Regions from separate parts of the Canis lupus genome. Here region 1 is linked to region 2. Evidence: chromatin contacts called from public Hi-C data. All regions are on one chromosome and are shown on one strand. The core of a region is the stretch at or near the end of the contact, and the rest is flanking DNA. Distances in the headings are between cores, read along the strand shown. Region 1 holds the start of EIF4E3 (eukaryotic translation initiation factor 4E type 3). Region 2 has its middle 72 kb from the start of PROK2.

Region 1 (4,162 bases), core at 903-3,402, 130 kb after region 2:
GGGGAAGAGGACGTGCTCTGGAGCCTGACGGTGGGGAAGCTCTTGCCCAGGAGGCCTGAGTGGGAGAAGCAGCTAGTCGTGCAGAGCAGAGACTGGCAGTTCAGCAAAGGAAACAGCTTGTGTAGATGCCTTGAGGCTGCAGAGAAGCTGTAAGGACGGGGGAGAGTGCAGCCATGTGGTTGGAAAGGCAGGAAGCATGCAGGAGATACTGAGCCCTGTTTGCAACCAGAAAGAGATCTTGAGAGCAATAGGAAGCTGGCGAAGCAAGCGAGGCATGATTGAATTGGTGTTTGGAGACAACTGCTGAGACTACTGTCTGGCACCTGGTTGGACAGGCAGAGAGACCGGACAGAGGATGTTGTGATTGGCTGGAACTCAGGAGGTGAGGACTGGGAGTGGGTGTTATTGGTGGGAATAAAGAAGGAAGACCAATGCCAGGGCTGCAGGAGGAGCCAAACAAGGACTCGGTGGCTGGTGGGTGGATCTAAATGGGAGGGAGGGGGTCAACTGAAACTTGATGTCATGTTTTCCAGGCTCAGTGGGTGGGAGGACTTCACTCTCCTCCATGCAGATACTCAACAAATGCAGTTTCATTTACCCCCTTCCCTTCCACTTGCAGCTCTGAACCAGACCCTCAGGGGTCTCTTAGATTCTCGACAAGTAACATCCATCGAGCTTTTCCTGCGTGCGGCTTGCAAGGTGTAGAAACATGTTTTCTCACACAGGCCTCAGAGCAGCCTACGGAGGGAGCTCTTGTTCCCCTCCATGTTCTGAGCAAGGAATCTGGCATCCAGCAAGGTTAATAACTTCCCAAGGTGACACAGCTCACCCATGGCAGGATCTTGGTTAAGCAGGCTTCACTCTCGCTAAAGCAATAACTTTGAAACCACATTACAGCCTCCCCCGACACCCTCAGTGCCCCAGGGGTGTTTCAAGCTTCCCCCAGTCCTCCAGGCCCCTCCTGGGACGGACCAACTGCAACACCTGCCTTTGCTGGAAGCTTCAGCAGGGCCTGGGCCTGCTGTCCCCTGAATCTAGAGAGTCTGAGGTCTGCCATCTAGCGGCCACTGCCTTCCTTTTTATTCTGAGCTTTTAAAAGAAAGGAAACTGGGAGTTCCCACATACAAGACAGGCCTGCATATTTATAGCATCACACCCTGTAAACAGGAAACTTCTCAGTCTTAGAGAAGGAGCCTGGTAACATAAACATAGCATATTGGCAATGAGTTCCTCCGCCCATTCAGCAAACATTTAAATATATATGTAATGCATATATATGTATATACATATATATTTAAGTGTTTGTGTCTATATATATATTTTTTTCATTCCCCTGGAAAGTAAACTCACTGAGACAGGGATTTCTTTTGTCTGCTAACTAATGAATTTCAAGAGCCTAGAACAGTGGCATTTGTATAGCAGACATGGGATAAACATTTATTGAATGTCAAATAAATGAACACCTAACATTTAGTGCATCTTTACTATATACCAGGCGCCTGACATGGGTGTTTTCTCATTTACTCCTAATGATGACTCAAGAGACAAGGAATGTCAAAATGCCCGTTTCTCAGATGTAGAGACTGATCCATAGAGGGACAAGAAGCTTACGAGGTTTGGGGAGAGCCGCTGGGTTTTGACTCAGGTTTTCTGATTTTAGAGACACTGCATTTAACTGCTGTGCATGATACCTTTTGTCTGCTCTGGGTGCCAGGCCTTGTGTGCAGCATTGCCACCATTTAGACTGGTGGTAGAAGTGCCTCCACAGGACGACCAGCCATTTCCCTCCTGTGTTTTGACTTTATTGAGTGAAGTCTTCCATCCCACGGTGCTATGACAGAGAGAGCAAATGGAGGGAATTCAAGAAAAGCTGGCTGGCCGACAACGAGTCCCTGTCACTAGCCAGCTGTGTGGTTGTGTGACCCTGCACGGTGCCCCCACACCTCAGCTTCTCCATTAGTCAAAGGGGGAGACTGGGTTAGGTTCCCCGCCTTCCCTTCCAGCTCCAATATTCTACTATTTCTGTGACTCCCAGGGAACTGGATGAGAGTGAAGAGAGAGGACCACTGGTTCCTAGGCAACCAGTACCCGCCTCACCCATGTTGCCATGGTGATGATGGAAGTTGGGCTGATGGGATTACCAGCTCCTGCTAATTGCATATGAGAGCTCAAGGTCTCTGTCTCTTGCTTGCTGGCTGGCTGGCTCATACTTTCTCATTCTTCTAGGAACTGTGGGAAGATCTCCTTGCCTCCATCTGTGGCATCCCCAAGGCAGCCATAGTGCAATGGAAAGCAACTGGAAATGGAGCCTAGCTGTTCCTCTGAGTAGCTGTGTGACCTTGGGCAGGTTACTCGGCTTCTCTGAGCCTCCATTTCCCATGTGGAAAATGAAGGTGTTGGAATAGGGAGCCCTGTCTAAGGCTCTTCTCAGCTCTCAAATCCTTTGATGCCTAGGGAGCATGTCAGGGGAGCAGACCACATTGTTACTAGGCAACCAGCAGGCACCCTGCCCAAGTTGCCTTGGTGACTGGATACTAGAGGGGAGGGGAGTCGCTGCTGCAGCTAATTGCTTAATTATTTATGAGTGCCTCAAGTCCTTTTTGTTGTTTTCGTTGCTAGGGGCTGTGGGGTCACCTTCTCTTCCTCCCTCCTGCTACCCCAAGTCGCCTGAGGTGCACGTTGCACAGTGGGAGAGCACGTTGGCCTGGATCTCAAGCTACTCACCTTCTAGTCCTGCCTCTGTCATTTCCCAGATCTGTGGCTTCGGGTAAGTCACCTCACCTCTCTGGGCCTCAGTTTCCTCATTTGTAAAGTGGGGGGTTTGCTTAGGTAATCTCCACATTTCCTTTTTACTGTGAATTTCTAATTCCTGCTGTCCAGTTGCAAATTGGGGAAGAAGGGGAATATTCCTAATTTTTTACCTTCTAAGGATGAGTCTGAGGAGCAGTAACAATAGTTAAATTTCTTACATGTCAAACAGGAAGGGGATGAAAATTAGGCCCATTGTTCTCTGCTTGCCTCTCCCCTTAGCCATGTTGCCTGACCCATTTTATTAATCTTAAGGTCATTCAACGTTTATGTTTTTGGACATTACCTACTTCCAGCATGGATCTGAAGGGTTCACAGTATAAGATGCATCTGTTCAATTAGGCCTTTAAAATACAAATTAGGAGTCGGTTAATGTAAAAATAATGCTGCTGCTGCTTCATTGGTTACTACCAATGTTGTGATTAATCATCAGATGTAATTCTGAGCATCCTGGAAGCCAAAGCAAGAAGAGAGGGAGATAGACAATTGTTATTCAATAAAGAAAAATTTCCAGATTGTTCCTTGTCCTAAATTCTGGAAGTGATTTATCTTGTGGTGCTTACTCTCTTTTAGAAACCACAGACAAAACTTTTTAAATAAACCTTTACTGTTGACAGTATTGTTGAAGGACAGATTGACGAGTTCTAATCTAATTATAAAGCAAAAAGTCCCTTTCTACCTTAGGATTTTATGAAGATAAATCACTTAATAAACATAACTTCAGAATCAACCACTATTTATAAACCAGTTATATATAAATTCATGTAACCACTTTGCACACAAGTAATTTAGCAACATGTGTCAAATTTTTTAATGCAGACCAAAATTCTACTTTTCCAAACTTATTCTGAAATAAACTTGTGTAGCTGAGGAAAGACACTGAATATAAAAATGCTTATGGTAGCATTATTCATAAAAGAAAATGACTAAACCACATAAGTCTCCAGGACTAGTGAATTAAATTATGTTACTTTTTTACAATGGATTATTTTGCAAGCCCTGAAGTAGATGTATATGTTTTGATATGGGAGAAAGTCTTCAAATATATAATCTGAAGTAAATAAGTAAATAAGGAGGTTCAGCAATAGTATAAAATGCTTCTCTTTTTCTTATGGAAGATATAGATAGGTATACAATTTCTGTATCTAGATACATGCTTTCATGTGCCTACTTGCATCTTTCTGGAAGGAAACTGTTAACAGTGGTTTCCTCTGGGCAGGAAGATTGATAGCCTTAGAAGGGAGGGAGACTAACTATTCACTGCCTTATTTTTACTATGAGGACCTGTTCATTTTTCAGTTAGGCAGTAGAGCCTGGCAGTTAAAAGCCTTAGGGTCTGAATACCTGTGTTCAA
Region 2 (4,030 bases), core at 745-3,244:
TGGCCTGCCCTGATCCATAGCTGAGAGCAAGCTTTTAGGTGGTGAGTTGTAGGTACCTGTAATAGAATGTGATAGGCACGTGCTGGGGGGGACCCCAAGGGTTCAAAGGGACATGGGAGGGGCACAGCTGGCATCTGCCCCCAGAAGTGTAAGTGTTCTTATTTTCAATTCCTATGCTTCTAGCTTAGCCTCTTTTCATAGTTAGGAAGGTGGATCGATTACATGTGTATTGATTCGTAAGTAATGACTCTTCGCAAACACAGTAGCTTTAAAACTTTCTATGTTTGAGATGGTGAGATTGAAGTCAAAAGTGTGAGGTTCTGTAGGCTATTTCAATCATTCATTCATTCATTCCTACAACAGATGCTTTGGGGGAACAGAAATCCATAACAAAAGTCTCTGTCCTTGCAAAGCTCAGGAGCTGATGTCAGGCAGAAAGAAATATAGTCACTCTTTGAATAAAATCATACTTGCTTTGATAAAGGTAGATAAAAGCTGCTATTAGAGAATGGAATAGGGACACAAAGAAGGTGGTACTTGGGTCTCTAAAGATGAGGAAGGGATGGAGGAAGGGCATTTATTCTCCTTGCTTTTACCTTGGGGGTAGCAAGCCACCCCAGACTTGTGGCATAAAATAGCACCCATTTTATTAGGCTCGTGCTTTTGTGGGTCAGGAGTTTGAAAGGGAGTGTGGAGGAGTCAGCGTAATGTCTGGAGCCTGGCTAGGAAGACTGGAAAGCTGGAGGCAACACAACGGCTGGGGTGTGGGACCATCTGAAAGCTCCTGGCAGTTGATGTAGATGTTTGCAGAGACTACAGAGTGGTTGCCAGCTGGTACTACATTTGGCCTCTCCGCGGGGCTGCGTGGGCATCCTCATAGCGTGGTGGCCAGATCCAAAAGCAAGTGCCCCAAGACAACCTGTCAGAAACCGTGCTGCCTTTGAGGGCCTCGCTTCAGAAGTCACATAGCATCACCTCCACTGTGATCACAAGCCTGCCCGAACTCAGTGGGAGGAATCTTAAACCCATCTCTCAGGTGGGGGAGTCTCAGAGTCCTATTACACAACGAGCGGCATTTGAGAAGAGAGACACTGGTGCATCTGCTTTGCAAAAATACTGCCTACCACAGTATTGAAGGGATAAGATCATTTTGTCTATCTGCTATTTAGTGATGTCTAGCCTGGGCTGCATTATTTTCTGAGAAGTACCTTTTTAAATTACTTAAATTGCCTCAGTTAGGGGCACCTGGGTGGCTCAGTGGTTGAGCATCTGCCCTTGGCTCAGGTCGTGATCCCGGGGTCCTGGGATGGAGTCCTGCATCCGGCTCCCCACTGGGAGCCTGCTTCTCCCTCTAGGTCTCTGCCTCTCTCTGTGTGCCTCTCATGGATAAATAAATAAAATCTAAAAAAATAAAATTGCCTCAGTCAGATCATCTCATAAAGATGCAAGAGAGGGATTTATTATTTGATGCATTTGTCACCCCACTTTGCCCACAAAGACTACCTCTCTGGCCCACACTTTGAGAATCGATGCTGTAGAGCCTGGACAGAGTGGGGAAGAGGGCAACAGAATTAGCAGACCATGGTCTTTTTAGAGGTCAGGCAAGGGCAAAGACTGTAAATTTCCTTGGCTTAATATTGAAGTTGGTTATAAGCTTAGACACCCATATACCCACTAAGTTCATTTCTTTTCTTATTGGATCTAACTCTCAGAAATATTAAAAAAAAAAAACTTGAATTTATTTAGCATGTGGCATCATAATCCCCCAGAATAACAATCAAATTTATGTTACTTTTTGAACAATTGTGCACTGAGTGTCGGGGCTGGTCGAGACTATCTCTTCTGTCCGTTACTTGGACTTTTCTTTTAAAGCCGAAATGTAATTGTTTCCATTTTTGAAAGCCATATTTAAAAAACTCTTCACAAGAAACACCTTGTTTACAGTAGACAGCACATGGGGACATTTCGACACTTAGCTGAAGGAAGTAGCTAGGAGGCAGTCTTGTACTGTGGTCTGACAGCTTGTGGCTTGAATCCCAAACGTGCCACTTACTGTTCTGTGATTTGGGGCAAGTTACTCAAACTTCTTGGAGTCTTGGTTTCTTCATCTGTAAGATGGGGGTCATGGTTCCTACTTTTTTAGTATTGCCATGCAGAGGGAGTAAGACAGTGAAAGGGCCCAGTGCCTGGACATAATCCAGTGACTATTGGAGGGTTCTAAGAAGCGTAGCTACTGCTCACTCGGTTCTCTGGAGTTGGAGAGCGGGGCCGTATGCACATCATCAGCCTTCATATTTGTCCCTTGGTTCCTGCCTGCTGGGGCTGAGAAAAGGCGGAGTGAGCTGGAGCTGAGGCCTTCTGGTTACCAGTGTGTGGGCCTCTGTGTGCGTGGGTGTGGGTGTGGCTGCTAGAGCCCTGGCCGTGTCCAGCTTCCTTTATCACCCATTTCCTCCCCCTTACCTTGGCTCCTCTGCTTCCATCTCATGAGACCACAGGCTTCACAGACATTTCTTGGTTATTTCTCGGGGACACGTGTGCATTGAACAGGAGGCCCAGCCTTGCAGCGGAAAGGCAGCTCCGGTCGAAAGCTAACTTGGCCAGGCCCCCCAGCCGTCTGAGCGGCCTTGCTCTCCTGTCCTCACAGTTTAATTTAGAGGCAGCCTGTGGTGTGGCTCCCTGGCCCCCACGGACTTGTCAGGAAGGGCAGAGCCGGAATCTGGCCTGCCAGTAATTAAAGGCCTGGCCCTCCACCCTCAACCCCACCGTGTCGCGTCGTCGAGACACCAGGTTCACTTAGCGCCACTGGAAATGGCAAGAAAATTAACGTCTTGCTTGCTTTTCTTCCCTTTTCTTTAATTTTTAACTTTGGAAGCCAGGAAGTCACCATGAAATCACTGGAAATGTCAACCAAGGAACTGCCCGTTTCTTCTGGCCCCTGTGTGTGTGTGTGTGCACGCGTGTGTGTTTTATCTTAATTATTATATCGATGACATCCCACCTTTCAAATTAAATCCCTTTCCTCATTATCTGGGTTTGCCGTTATTATTGTGCGAGTTGAAATGGATTTCATGACAACTCTGAAAAACCGGGGTTGGCTAAATTTAGCTTTAATTAGGCATCATCGTAGCCCCATGATTATTCCCTCATTTCATTCGGATTCTAACTGGAATGCTGAGCGAGGGTTTGGCATGGCTTTTGTGCAATTTTCACAGAATTATCCCCCACATTTCTTGCGATCGTGGTAATTGTTTTGTGCCACAAATGGTTTTTGCAGATAGAGCTTTAATCCCCTTTTATAACCCAGAGTTTATTAGGGATAGTCAAGCCATGTTCTGCAGCTGGCAGCTTCTGGGAGGAAAACCCCAAACAAAATATCAGGGCATCTCTGTCTAATCCTGACCCCAACCCCCCCTGTAGTACCCCCAGTGGGAACTGGTCACCGGCTACTCCGGGTCAGGTATGCCCATCACCTCTGAATAGAGAGGGATTGCCACAAATAGTGCACCAAGTAGAATTTTTCAGTCCTTGGCCGATGCCTCCCTTGCCTGGAGACAGTCGAGTGTCCTGGTTAAGAGGTAGGTTCTGAAGCCAAGAATGTCAAGTTCAAATGTCAGCATGAGTTTTCACCAGCCCTTAGACTTGGGGGAATTCACCTCTTTGAATCTTGGCTTCCTCATGTGTGGAACAGAAATGAGGTACTACTGCTGCCTCACAGCATCGTTGTGAGTACTCAGGGAGCTAACGTCCACAGAGCATTTAGAGCAGTGCCCGGCGTCAGATAGGACACGTAACCGCTTGTTGCTACTGCTGCTTCTGTTTCTACAGGCCTCTTGGAAAACAGCACCCGAGGGTTACGTTAGCAAGTAGCAGTAAGGCAGGTGCAGGCGGGGGGGATTAGGGGTCACGATTTCATTCCCTGGCAGAGGAACCCATGGGAACTAGCTAGAATTTAATCTGTACTGGCCATCTATTGATTCTGACTGCCAGACATACTTCGCCTCTCCTGGATTCTCCTCTAGGGTACTGTCTG

Evidence for each region. A called contact is a pair of places that touch in the nucleus more often than the background predicts.
Region 1: a Hi-C map of blood shows a contact between it and region 2, with 5 times the contacts expected there. The contact joins the promoter of EIF4E3 here to the enhancer-like site in region 2. A contact is called at or near these places in 2 of 9 Hi-C or Micro-C datasets (both in blood).

The regions. Positions count from the first base shown.
Region 1 is chr20:20,434,217-20,438,378 of UU_Cfam_GSD_1.0, forward strand. EIF4E3 (eukaryotic translation initiation factor 4E type 3) reads left to right here and starts at 2,153. Exons shown (of 8, transcript XM_038565856.1): 1 at 2,153-2,173; 2 at 2,620-2,767. The coding sequence starts at 2,161.
Region 2 is chr20:20,308,702-20,312,731 of UU_Cfam_GSD_1.0, forward strand. No RefSeq gene overlaps it. Among named protein-coding and RNA genes, the nearest start is that of PROK2, 72 kb to the right of the region's middle. Within about 2 kb of position 1,995, at least 3 of the 20 cell types and tissues checked have an H3K27ac peak or open chromatin away from gene starts, as enhancers often do. A contact at or near this core is called in blood, where this site is marked.